Regions from separate parts of the Mus musculus genome. Here regions 1 and 2 are each linked to region 3. A link is a contact called in public Hi-C and promoter capture Hi-C data. All regions are on one chromosome and are shown on one strand. Each heading gives the region's core, a stretch centred on a gene start, on an enhancer-like site or on the middle of the called end of the contact. The rest is flanking DNA. Distances are from core to core; before and after follow the strand shown. Region 1 has its middle 14 kb from the start of Tnfrsf11a. Region 2 overlaps Tnfrsf11a (tumor necrosis factor receptor superfamily, member 11a, NFKB activator). Region 3 holds the start of Pign (phosphatidylinositol glycan anchor biosynthesis, class N).

The links. Promoter capture Hi-C pulls out the DNA fragments that hold promoters and counts their contacts. Hi-C and Micro-C count contacts between places; a contact is called where the count stands out from the background.
Region 1: a contact with region 3 is called in a Hi-C map of Sertoli cells, with 1.8 times the contacts expected there. The contact joins the enhancer-like site here to the promoter of Pign in region 3. A contact is called at or near these places in 3 of 39 promoter capture datasets (embryonic stem cells, liver and neutrophils), 1 of 15 datasets of contacts at CTCF or cohesin (CD8 T cells), 2 of 484 Hi-C or Micro-C datasets (Sertoli cells and bone marrow-derived macrophages), 5 of 115 datasets of contacts at active chromatin or transcription factors (the SCID.adh cell line, bone marrow-derived macrophages, effector CD8 T cells and 2 more) and 4 of 9 other capture datasets (adipose tissue, liver, macrophages and 1 more).
Region 2: a contact with region 3 is called in a promoter capture Hi-C map of trophoblast stem cells, with 3 times the contacts expected there. The contact joins the enhancer-like site here to the promoter of Pign in region 3. A contact is called at or near these places in 13 of 39 promoter capture datasets (the C10 cell line, the HPC-7 cell line, embryonic stem cells and 8 more), 5 of 484 Hi-C or Micro-C datasets (the C10 cell line, Sertoli cells, Th1 cells and 2 more), 9 of 115 datasets of contacts at active chromatin or transcription factors (the SCID.adh cell line, bone marrow-derived dendritic cells, embryonic stem cells and 3 more) and 4 of 9 other capture datasets (adipose tissue, liver, macrophages and 1 more).

The regions. Positions count from the first base shown.
Region 1 is chr1:105,764,219-105,768,425 of GRCm38.p6, reverse strand. It overlaps the pseudogene Gm10193. Among named protein-coding and RNA genes, the nearest start is that of Tnfrsf11a, 14 kb to the left of the region's middle. Within about 2 kb of position 2,560, at least 7 of the 459 cell types and tissues checked have an H3K27ac peak or open chromatin away from gene starts, as enhancers often do. A contact at or near this core is called in the SCID.adh cell line and Sertoli cells, where this site is marked.
Region 2 is chr1:105,781,889-105,786,213 of GRCm38.p6, reverse strand. All of the region lies in intron 1 of Tnfrsf11a (tumor necrosis factor receptor superfamily, member 11a, NFKB activator), which reads right to left. Among named protein-coding and RNA genes, the nearest start is that of Tnfrsf11a, 3.3 kb to the right of the region's middle. Within about 2 kb of position 1,378, at least 23 of the 459 cell types and tissues checked have an H3K27ac peak or open chromatin away from gene starts, as enhancers often do. A contact at or near this core is called in the SCID.adh cell line, bone marrow-derived dendritic cells, intestinal villus epithelium and 1 more, where this site is marked.
Region 3 is chr1:105,661,182-105,665,136 of GRCm38.p6, reverse strand. Pign (phosphatidylinositol glycan anchor biosynthesis, class N) reads left to right here and starts at 1,461. Exons shown (of 31, transcript NM_013784.3): 1 at 1,461-1,637. Relch (RAB11 binding and LisH domain, coiled-coil and HEAT repeat containing) reads right to left here and starts at 1,276. Exons shown (of 29, transcript NM_173187.4): 1 at 504-1,276. The coding sequence starts at 1,029.

The DNA.
Region 1 (4,207 bases), core at 1,311-3,810, 100 kb before region 3:
CAGCCCTAGTGGTAAATTCTTTTTAGTAGTGGAAGCAGCTCCCCTGCCAGGCCAGTCCTATTGGTTTGTTTGTTTGTTTGTTTGAAATCTAATATCTGGTCCATCTGCTTTAAGATTCTTAATGCAACACAATTGTGTTGTGTGAATGATCATTGAACCAGCCAAGATCTCAAGATCTTGAGCTTAATTCTGAATAAGAGTAGAGCATAAGCTGGGAGTGGTGGTGCATGCCTTTAATGTCAGCACTCAGGAGGCAGGGGCAGAGAGGCAGAGAGTCAGAGAGTCAGAGAGTCAGAGAGGCAGAGAGAGGCAGAGAGAGGCAGAGAGAGGCAGAGAGAGGCAGAGAGAGGCAGAGAGAGGCAGAGAGAGGCAGAGAGAGGCAGAGAGAGGCAGAGAGAGGCAGATCTCTGTGATTTTGAGGACAGCCTTGTATACAAGTTGAGTGTAGACAAGGGATACACGGAGAAACCCTATCTTAAAAAAAAATAACATAAAAAAGAGTAGAGCATGAGGTACCCTGATTCCTTTGTGCAGAAGTGCATACTATGCCAGTTCATGCATATAAGGGGTGAGTGTGAGGCCAGAGGACACTCTGACAGAACATCTTACCTGCCTGTAATCCACAAGTAGGCTAGGCTGTCTGGTCAGTCCCAGTCTGAGATCTGCCTGTCTCCACCTTGCAGCAAAGGGATGACAAGCACACAGCATCAGATCCAATGTTTTCATGTGGGTCCTGGGGACCAAACTCAGGCTCTTGTCTACACAAGGCAAGCATTTTATTAACTGAGTAACCACCCTAGCCTTTTAATTCCCTCCCGACTTCCACATTGTTCCTGTAAGTATTAAGCTTACTATTGGTGTTTGGAAATAATCCTGACTGTAATAAGAAAAGTCTCGTCTGTTTGCTAAGGTTTTTATTTTTTCATAGATTTTTAAAATTTTTTAAAGTATTTTTTGTTAAAACCATGTATATTCTGTTAATATGGTAAAATATGATTAATATGGTCAAAGTGAAATTGACACAGTCTCTTGAATAAACTCAACACAGTGAAGTTGATTTACCTTGCTACATGCTGGGTACAACATGGGCTTGCGGAGTTGTTTGTCCTTAGCCCACAAGCTAGCTGACCATCTAGAGCTCACCTGTGGAACAAAGGATGTGTGAAGGGGATTTTAAGGATGATACTTCTCACCTCTCATCTCTCTGGTAGAATTCACCAATAAAGCCTTCTAGACAGTGGTGCATTTTCTGTTTGTTTGTTTGTGGTGTGATTTTTAAAATAAGAGTCCAGTTTTAAATAGATAAAATAATACTTTGATCTTCTATTTCTCCTTGTGTTGGTTTCAGTAAGAGTTTTTTTTTTTTAAACAAACAGAAATATATTTATTCCTTCTAAACCTTTTAATCCATCATTATGAGTTCACTCATAATATTTCATATATTTTAAGGTTTATAGAAACATTTCACTTCTACTATTCAAAATTTATGCCTTCTCCTTTTTTATGCTTTGCTGGGGCTTTATCAAATTTGTTAGTCCTGACAAATAACAAGCTTCCAGCTTTGTTAATTTCTACTGGGAACTTTGGTTTTCTGATCCATTAACTACTCCTCTTTCTCAAATGTCTTGAGGTCACAGGTGATTTTGAGCCATTCATACTTTGTAACTGATACATTTAAAACTACATGTGTATTTTATCATAGTATGGTGTTAACTCTATCTTCTAAGCTTTGATGTATTTGAATTTTTTATTATTAATAAAATATTTTCAGGTTCCCATTGTTCTTCCCACCGCCACCCCCAACCTGCTTTGGTTTTTTTTTTTTTTTTTTTCTTTAACATCTTCTTTAATACGACATTACAGCACACGTGAGGGCTCAAGTGTGTCAGCTAAACATGGGGATGACAATGGAAACAAGTTTAATGTGAACCCCATTCCTTTTGACAACATACAGAGTACAAACAGATCAGTCCCCTCTTGCTATTTTATATCACCTTTGAAGACAGCAAACAGTTTTTAAACAAACTCGTCTGTTAGGAGACTCTGCACACTAAATTACAGATGCTCGAGTTGTCGTTTCCTCCTTACAGCAGGTTTAACTGCAGCACAGGGCAGGACCGTGCTGGCAATCCCCACGCTCAGAGTGAAGAGCCATCACCTACTCCCTATCACTGAGATACAGAGTGAAATACGGTGTCTTCAGCTGCTCAGAAAACAGTTAAGTACAAGACTGAAAATGTTCTATTCTGAATTACGACAGTGAAACAAACAAAAAGATTTAAATCAAAAATTGCGATCAGGCGCTGAATAACCAGTTTGTCACTAAAAGAAACCGCACATCTGCATAGAGCACTTTCAGAAGCTCTAACATTGCCATTGAACTAGAACGTAAGATCCACAAGAAAACTCTAGTCAGCAACATTGTAACTAACTCTAGTCAGCAACATTGTAGCAAGAGTGGATACCAAGTGTGAGAGGCAGGGAATTAAATAGAGGGACTGTACTTCTGCGAGGGAGGCTGGGGACAGGGCTGCTGTGCAGACTACAAGCACTAGACTGTCCCTGGAGTCGCCTTCCTTCAAACACAGCCGCATGAGCCAGGTGCTCAGAGTATGCTAAGCTGTTCACTAACTGCCCAGGCTACATCACGAGGGATCCGTTTGTTATCCACAGGTCAGGGCCACAGCTCTAAGCAGCTGTCAGTATTACGTCACCATCCAAACTTAAGCTGAGTTCCAGCAGACTTGCTTGTAACCTACACCAGCAGAACTAGTTAGTCTTCCTTCACCGGCAGACTTTACCTTATCCTACAATGCTCTGCTCGGTCAGGTGGAAGTCAGACTAGACAGCCTTTGATTTCAGGAGCCAGCACTAAGGCTCTAAAATTAGAGTTTGATTTGAAAGACAAAGAATGTTCTGCGAATTAATCTGAAACAAATCATTCTATTCTTGTTAAATGTAAAAATTCACTCATACAATTAGCTAGATAACTTTCAAAATCTTTCAAAAATTATAGTTCAATTTCAAATGGAAGAATTTGAACAATTTGCAAAGACACAGGCCTTTATAGGTCACACTTGTTCCCTCACACATTGTCCAGAAGGGTTCACTGGCAACTCTACCAATTGTATGAATTGAATCTGTCATCTACAATGACTCCCAGATAGACACACAGGAAATGATCCGAAGTGGGGAATGGTGTGTAGCTGTGAATACACGGAAGCAGATCAGCCATTCTTTAACCGCATCAGCTGCCAATAGAATCATGCGCATGATTTAATGAATGAGTCTGCTCTAGTTTAACAAACCTGCCACTGAGCTGAGAAAGGGAGAGAACTGCTCTTGCAACACTAGCTGATCAATTCATTTTTATAAGGCAAATAATAAGGAAAGTTAGAACAATTTCTAGAACCATTTATCCTGCGGTGTTGTAAAATCAAAGCACTACTTTATTAAATGAGTTATTTACACAATATGAACATCAATATAATTACAATTGTAAAAAAATTTTATAAGAAGAATGGACTGATTTTTTCATATTTCAACATCAGAGTCAACTGTACATTTACACAGAATTGTCTTTGCATGAAGCCCAAAGGGAAAGCATAAAAACGAGTGGTTCTGTAGCCCCTTTATTGTTTGTAAACAATAAACAAACTGTTCAACAGTTTATTTAAAAAAGCAGCTGCAGGTTTATTACCTAAGGTCTGAGACAGTATCAAAGGTGTCATGAAGTCACCTGTAAACAACTTTATGCCTGAACATCAGCCAATTCTGGAGGAAGTGGAGTCTTAGGGTGCTTGCTCTCAAAGTGCTGCTTGAAGGTCTTGGGGTCTGGCATTTGTGTCTTACAGACGGTGCAGGTATATATTAAGGCAGCTTTGGCAGCAGCCTTTTGGTCATGTCCTTGTTTCTTCTTTTGTCCAGCCTGCTTTTTGGCATTTTTCTGCTGAGACTGAATCTTCTGCTGTCCACAAGCCATATCCGGGCCGGGCCTGTCTGGCGTCCGAGAGACCGCGCAGTGCGAGAAGAGCTGGGCAGGACGAGTAGGGAAGGAAGGGTCGAGTCCTGCACCACTTCAGGCCTCCGTCACCCGCAGAGGAAGGACCAAGCAGAGCCCAGAGCACAACAGCCCGGGCCTCGCACACCCACCGCAGCGGGCGCCCTCTGTGCCCGAGCCCGAGGCAGGCCTGTCCTGCTTTGTTTT
Region 2 (4,325 bases), core at 129-2,628, 120 kb before region 3:
CCCTTGACACCCAAATCTGGTCAGGTCTCTCTCCAGATCACAAGTAGCAAGATTATATCTGAACCATTCTGCTTGCACCTAAAGCCTAGAGGGCTGCCTCATGCCTTCTCTCACTGTCTAACACCCTTGAATCCAGGAATGCTGGCCTCTAGAGTTCCAGAAAACACAACACCAATGAGCCTCCTTCCGTTACCCCAGAAGACAGACTCAGCGGCCACCTCTCTTCCCTAGCATTCACTTTGGGTTGGGATGCTCCACCCTGAAAATATTCCACTGTCTTCACACGACTACACTTCTGGTCTCCTAAGGAGGCTTTGTCTTTCAAGTCTGTTTCCTTTAGCCTGTTATAGTGTCTAAGTGGTAGGGGGTGTTGATCTTGATATATTAAATGTGTGCATTTAACACATTTCCCTTCCCTGCTCATAGCGGAATGCCCGTGCATCGTAGCAGCCCCCAGAACAAAAGCAGATATAAAGTTGTCATCAGGCAGCTGAAAAGAATGTGTTTCCACATGCTCGCTGGGGGGGGGGGGGGGGGGTCTTTGGTCGCTTCTCAGACAGAATGGAACATGCTGCTGTGAGAACAGCAATATCAGCCAGTCTTCTGGTGACAGAGGTAGACTGGGAGCATTGGGAGTGGGAGGTGGGGAGGGGTAGAGGTGAAGAATGGGGGTGGGGGAGGGGATAGGGCCTGGAAGGGAACACTGGCAGGAAACACACCTCATTCATCTCTCAGAATCAGGACAGAAAATACCCACAGGACTTCCAACTTCAAAGCACCTGACCAACTTCGGAGGGACCAAGCCTGTTGGCAGAAGCCCACAGCTCCTTCCTGGTTCCTCTGGCCTCAGTGTTTGCTGGCAAACAGTATGAGCTAAACTTAACCTGTCTTTCTAGCTGTGGATACTCAAGCACCCAGACAGAAGCCCACAGTAAACTTGGGCAAGGGCGCAGCTGCAGAAGGAAAAACTGCCTAGGTGAGAAGCCCTTCCCTTAGTCAGGGGCACACAGTGGTAAAGTTAGGGACTTACGGGCAGCCGGATGCCCTTGTAGGTGAAGAACAGGAAGCTGCAGGAAGAGAAGCCACCAGCTCTTGCAGGGTCAGGAGGAGATGCCAAGTCTGAAATAGCTGGATAATGACTATTGGGGCATGCACAGACTTTCATTACAGGGGAAACGCACAGACATTCCTAGAATCCATCAAACACCTAAGGTGGGAAAATTGCTCACTTTCCCCCTCTGCACTCCAAAAATAAGAAAATTCAACAAGGGACTTTTTTCTGATACTTCCACGGCAGATAAAGTTCACTCTACACCTTCTCAAAACAGCCCTCTCTAGAGAGAGCTGAGCCTGGAACTCCCCTTTCCAGGGCTTCATAAAACAGTGATTTATTGACCTTCAGAGAGTCCATTGTTACCTTTTTCCTGGTGTAAGAACAACTGCAGGGTAGATAACGAAAAAGCAAGCTCACAGTCCCTGACTGACAATGCTTCTATCACAGTCCCAGAGGCCAAAGGAAGCAAGAGGAGAGACATCTTAAGTCCCAGCAACCCAACATCTGAAAGCTCATAACTGTGTGTCCATGTTCATAAACAAAAAGCTAATCCATACACAGGTCTCCCAACTAAAATGAGGCAGTGAGGCACAAAGCTCAAATGTAGCCACGGCCTAGGGGATTTCCTTGGAAGGGGCCCCATAGGCTTTTCCAGAGCCTCCTTCTTTATAGCCTGCCTTACCACCTCAATAAAGGCTGTGTCTGAGTTATCTCAAAACTGTAAAGGTTTAATGCCTCATCTGTTTGGTGCGTTTCCTGAATTCAGGGCCTTGTGCTAATCTGTAAGGTCATAAACACTGGTGGTTTCTCATTGGCAAGATCCCTTTATGTCTAAACCACACGCACCATCCCCTTGACCTAGAAAGCTTTCTTCCTGACCCACCTCTTGGATCACTTCTTCTCTGAAGCTTGATCTCCCCATCCTTCAAAGACTACTTGAGAAAACTCTTCTTCCCAAAGCACGCCCTCTCCCTCCTCCCTCCTCCCTCCTCCCTCCTCCCTCCTCCCTCCTCCCTCCTCCCTCCTCCCTCCTCCCTCCTCCCTCCTCCCTCCTCCCTCCTCCCTCCTCCCTCCTCCCTCCTCCCTCTCCAATGTGCTTTTCTTATCACACACTTCTTTATGACCGGTACAGCTTCTCCCATTGTCTCTGCCTTTAGACTATAACCTGGGCAGATCCAATTACACATTTGCTCGGTTTTTTTTGTTTTTGTTTTTGTTTTTGTTTTTGTTTTTTCTAGACAGGGTTTCTCTGTATAGCCCTGGCTGTCCTGGAACTCACTCTGTAGACCAGGCTGGCCTTGAACTCAGAAATCCACCTGTCTCTGCCTACCAAGTGCTGGGATTAAAGGCGTGCGCCACCACGCCTGGCTGTGCGGTTTCTTAATGGCATGTTTTACACTCTGTAAATGGCCATCGAGGGAATCAGCCCCAAGGTCTTAGGTAACCTGGTATGTGTACGCATAGTTATCTCAGGGACAACTGTGCAACTGAACTATCAACATAAGGCTTAAGACATTTTAAAAGCATATTTTCATTAGCTCTGAAAACAAATTCAGTTGAAATTATGGGAAGACAGATATAAGAGAGCATGGCCTTCCACTGGACACAAACAAGGCCTCCCGAGAGCACTCAGGGTTGGTCACCTAAGTGGAAATGATCTATGCAGAAGTCTGCATATGGTTCATATGCATATAACTAATGCTCAGAGTGAATCTTCATGGTGTAATGTCCTCTAAATAATTTGCGTTTTAGTAGCACATATTCCCAGTAAGCTTACTGAGGAACAATAAACTTACTGGGAGGTGAAATGGCTCATCAGGCAAACACACCTACCACCGTGCTTTCTGAATGGAGCTTCATCCTCAGACCCACAAGGCTGGGGGTAGAGCTGGCTTCCAGGCGAATTATCCCCTGAGCCAGTGTTTCTCATCCTTCCTCATGGCTCAACCCTTTGATGTAGTGCCTCATGTTTTGGTGACCTTCCCCACCCATAAAATGATTTTCATTACTACTTCATAACTGTAATTTTGCTAATGTCATACATTGTAATTGAAATATCTGATATGCAGGATACTTGATGTATGATCCCTGTGAAAGGGTCATTCGACCTCCAAGGAGGTACACCCACAGGCAAGAACGGCCATGAGTCTGCTCTCTAGCCCACAGCTCACAATAGTTTTAAAATATATACATGTACATATATACATATTTGTACATATATATATATATATATATAGTTACAAATAAAAAATGTATGTAATTAAAATGCCTCAAAGAAAAGCAGAAGAGAAAAAGAAGGTAGGGACGGGATGATCTGAGAGATCAACTTAAGCCACATACAGTCAGTTCACTGTGCCCACGAATTCTGCACACAATTCAATCAACTGCTGATCAAAGATACAACTTAAAATCTGTGACTATGCTGAACATGCAGCAACTGTTTTGGGTTACTGCTCACTAAATAAGATAGCATAACAAGCACACACACTTGCCCTGAGCTGAGGAAACCATAGGAGGAGGTGGAGGATGTAGCTTAGTGGTGAGATGCTGGTCTTCGCAGACCAGCCCCTGGTCCTCGCAGACCAGCCCCTGGTCCCATACCCAGCACAGCCAAGAACACACCCAGCACATGCCTGCACACAGACATACATACAAAATAGGAGAACTGCCAGCTAGTTCCAAACGCTATGCTAGTCTGTTATTAGAATCAAATGTGGGTACGTTTTTCCCTCTCACTGTGTGGTCAGGCAGGTTTTCTGAGGCAGCTAGCTATTGATAGAGACCCGGTTTTTTAGTTTTTGTTTTTGTTTTTGTTTTTGTTTTTAAAGGTAGCTCCCTGTCCGACCTGTTGATCACTTCATTAAGCAAGCAACATTTGAAGTGCTTCAAATGGTCGATTCTGTTAGGTCCTCGCGCCTTGCCCTCCCTCACCCACTCTAAGAGACCCAATTTGCTGGCAATGAAGTAGAGCGAGTCTTTTTACTGTGCAGCTCCAATTTTTAAGTACATTTGCACTATTTCTGTCCTGGTGTCAGCTAAGCTGCCTTTCTCTTCTCTCCTTACCTCAAACACAGCCAGGTCACCTAGGGCAGTGACATTCACAGAAGCCAAAGACTGTTTTAACAGGAGAAAGGAGAATCTAAAACTGCTGAGCCAAGAAACCTCGCTGACATTTTCCCTTCCCGCAGAGGAACCCCCAAGCGCACATGATGTTTAGCAGGCTTCCCTTCATTGAACAGCTCAGTCTACCCGGACAGAAGTGAACATTTGG
Region 3 (3,955 bases), core at 212-2,711:
TATTAGCATATATTAATGATACAAAATAATGGAAAAGCAAAGACAAAAGATCTTCAGTGGATTGAACTTCAGTACAGAGGGCTGACATTTCCTGTTTGTTCTTTTTCTTGAGTCAAAGAATTACTAAGAAACATTTTATTTCCTCGTAGTGTGATTCAACAGCCTGGGGAAAAAAGGAAAACTGCCTAGAGAAAAATGCCCAGGCAATAAGGAAGCTTTCTAGAGTGCCATAATACTCAATAAACTGGAAACCCTGATGTTATAGGTCCCAACACCAACGGGGAGCCAGGAGCTGTACAACACCTGCCAAAGATCGGAAACCAATGCAAAGAAGAGCTACAGCAGGATCTTTCTGTTTGCAGTACACAGGACACCTCGCATCTCACTCAACATACTCTCCCTTCTCAAGACGACCCTAGACTCAGTACCCGCCCACAATCCCCTTCAGCTGCACTCCAACTCTAATCCCCCATCTGCAGGTGTGACAGGCGACGCCTACTTACTGAGCTGTCCTCCGCCCGACGTCGTACTCGGTTCCCGACCTCCAGCGCCTCCGACGATGGAGGCGCCAGGGATCCCGGGCGCCCCCATCCCTGGGGGGGTCCCACTCTGCCTCTCGAAGTTGCCAGGATTGGAGAAGTAATCGCGCAGTCGTGGTAGCTCGCGGCCGCTCTCCAACAGCTCGGTGTGCAGCTCCAGGGCGGTCAGCAAGTATTGATCGCGCAACAGCTGAGCGGCGATGGCATCGATTGACAATCGGGCAGGGGTCTCCCCGCTGCCCCCCGGAGCCGCCGGGGCGGCGGACATCTCCACAGCGAGCCCCGGCCGCGCGCTGCTTCCCAGGGCCATGGGGTCCTGTGGCGACAGGGAGCCTGCAGAACCAGGATCTAGGCCGACCCCGGCACCCAGCCGAAGTCCTGCCCGCCGGTCCTCGGTTGCCGCTACCTCGTCGTCGTCCTCATCCGAATCACTGAGGAAAGGATTTACTCCGCTACCACTGCCACCACCTCCGGGCGCCATCGCCGCCATCTTATTCTGTCAGGAATGTGGGTGCTTCCCTGCTTGGCCCGACAGGCCCTCAGCCTGAATCCCCGTTAGGTCCCGAGAGCCGCCGACCACCTAGGCAGCCCAGGCCGACCGCACCTCTCCTCACCTAGAGCCTAGGCCGGACTGGGAGGCAGGAGCCCGGTATGCAGCAGCACCTCCCGTCTCAGCCGCTGCTGCACCAGTAGCCGACTCTGCAGGCGTCTTCCTGGTCCCTAGTCTCGCGAGAACTGGCTTGGTCCCATCTTCGCCCCGCCCCGTCCCCGCCTCAGCCCCACCCACCTCTGGCCTTGGAGTGGCAAGATCGAAGGAACCGCTCCAGGCTCAAACATAAGACCCCGCCCACAAGCTCTCGAGGATTGGCTGGAGTTACAGGACCTGGCCAGAGAGTTATCGCGAGAGCAGCGAAGGCCTGGGGCAGGTTGGGGGCGTTCCCTGGAGCAGTAGAGGTGGAGGTCGCTGAGGGGTACGATTTGGCTGTGGTTTTTGAGGGTTGAAGGGAACCCTCCCGACATCTTTCACCGCCCTGGGTCCTGCCTTCGTTCTGAGGAGGTCCCGTTCCCAAGACTGGGCCTGAGCCGGATAGTTCTCAGGTAAAGTCCCGGGACCCTTGCACTTAAGGTGTTCCCACGCCCGCTTCTCCCTTCACGCTTCAGTTTTTTGTCGCTGTTTGCTGTCACCGCCCAGATAGCAAGTGCTCTGAGCAGCGGTCAGAATCTGGCTTCTTTGCTCTTCCCTAGTTTCCCAGCCATCTGCTCTCTCCCCTGGAGATCTGGCGACGGCATGGCCTCCTTGTGGTTAAGGAGGGCGCCTTCCCGCCCCCTCCGTCCGGGAATAGGACTTAGAAAGCTGAAGGGTGCAGATAGAGCCTGGACGGAAGTTGCAACATTTGAGTTTCGAGATGCCTTTACACTCATCTGTGAACAGCCTGGTCTTGGACGACAAACTAAGTAATATGTAAACCCATGGAAATTAACATACACTTTACATCAAAGGAACTTTTCAAACTATCAGCGCTATCTCTTCAGTACAACTAAGTTGTCTGGGCCGCTTCAGTGGCCTGGTCATGTCCACTGCACTAGGACACATTCGTTGGAACAAGTATCACCTATCTTTTGTCCAAAACCATTCTTTTCCACAATCCCCTGAAACCTTGCTAAGTCCATTTAGGCTAGAATCGAGGTTTTCTTTATGGATCAATCAAATTTTAGCGATTTAAAAAATTGTACTCTGTAGAGAGATTTGATGGCCTTTATGAAACATTTAGCACATAACTATACTCGTAGGTTTGGAATATCATTTATCCTTTATGCTATTCCTTGATTGTAGTTTGAGGTGATAAGAAGTTTCCCTGTCGCTATTAGACTCCTAGCCCTCATATCTTCTATTTTGTTAAACATAGAATGCCACTTTTTCCTGGTTTTAGAATTAAGTTCTTATTAACACCAGGTCCTAACAGACAACAAAATAAATAGCCAACAGTGCTAACCATCTGCTCTGATATATATAATGAAGTATCTCCTTTATCTTTGTGGAAAATAAAAATAGAGCATTGTTATATGACCTCAGGTCTGGTTACCGGTTTACATGTAAAGTATCCCAGCAGTTAAGTGTAGGTTTTAATTTCAGTTTAATCAGTCTCACAGGAAACTAAAATTTCATTTGAATGAGGCTCTGAAATGCTTTCTTTGGTTGGTATTACTATATAGTTATTATTTGGGCTTTTTAACAGGAGCTTTTAAAGTATGTTACATGTGATATGAAGGTGGGAGGGGGAATACTGGAGGTTGGGGTGGGTGGTTTAAATGAGCATAGGAGACCGGGAGATGGGGAGAAAGTTAGCCCAAATAGTAAAAGACCATAAAGACCCTTGCTACATTGTGAAGCAATTTAAAAATAGTGTTAGTAGTAAGGATTTTTTTTTAAATAAGACTTTTAGCTTCCAATTCGTTGGACTAAATGCTGTACTGTGCTATTTATTAATGAATCTGGAAAAAAATCCTCAGTAACATGGCAATAGTATAGAATGAGCAATATTTTAATGTTTCACATTTCTTAGCAAAAGGGGGTATCAGTTCTAACTTTGATATTGTCAAAGAGATTAAAAATGTAACCAAATTTTGGAATGGAGGATTAGTGAATGGCATGGGAAAAACATGAGCAGAAATGTGTATTTTCTTCTTCTTTGTAATGGCGATGCTTAGAAATATACTTTTAGGGTGCCTGAGGAAAACTGCTCTTAAAATAATAGAAGGGCACATCATATACATATCATTTATTGTGAGACGTTGAAAATGTTTGGACCTAAATTCTCCCATCTTCTCTTACATTCATCTGCCCAGAGAGATAATGAAAGTACATAGAATTGTGAATGTTCTTGCCACAGTGCCTGGTAGCTGGTTGGCAGCAAATGTTAGTGTGGTCAGTGTCTTAGTTAGGGTTTCTATTCCTGCACAAACATCATGACCAAGAAGCAAGTTAGGGAGGAGAGGGTTTATTCGCCTTACACTTCCACATTGCTGTTTATCACCAAAGGAAGTCAGGACTGGAACTCAAGCAGGTCAGAAAGCAGGAGCTGATGCAGAGACCATGGAGGGATGTTCTTTACTGGCTTGCTTCCCCTGGCTTGCTCAGCCTGCTCTCTTATAGAACCCAAGACAAACAGCCCAGAGATCGTCCCACCCACAAGGGGCCTTCCCCCTTGATCATTAATTGAGAAAATGCCCCACAGCTGGATCTTATGGAGGCATTTCCTCAACTGAAGCTCTTTTCTCTGTGATAACTGCAGCCTATGTCAAGTTGACATACAAAACCAGCCAGTACAGTCAGTTAATCAATGAAATACTGGATACTGAGGACATTTGGCAGGTTTTTGAAACACGGGTATCAATGACTAGCAGAGCCTGTGAAA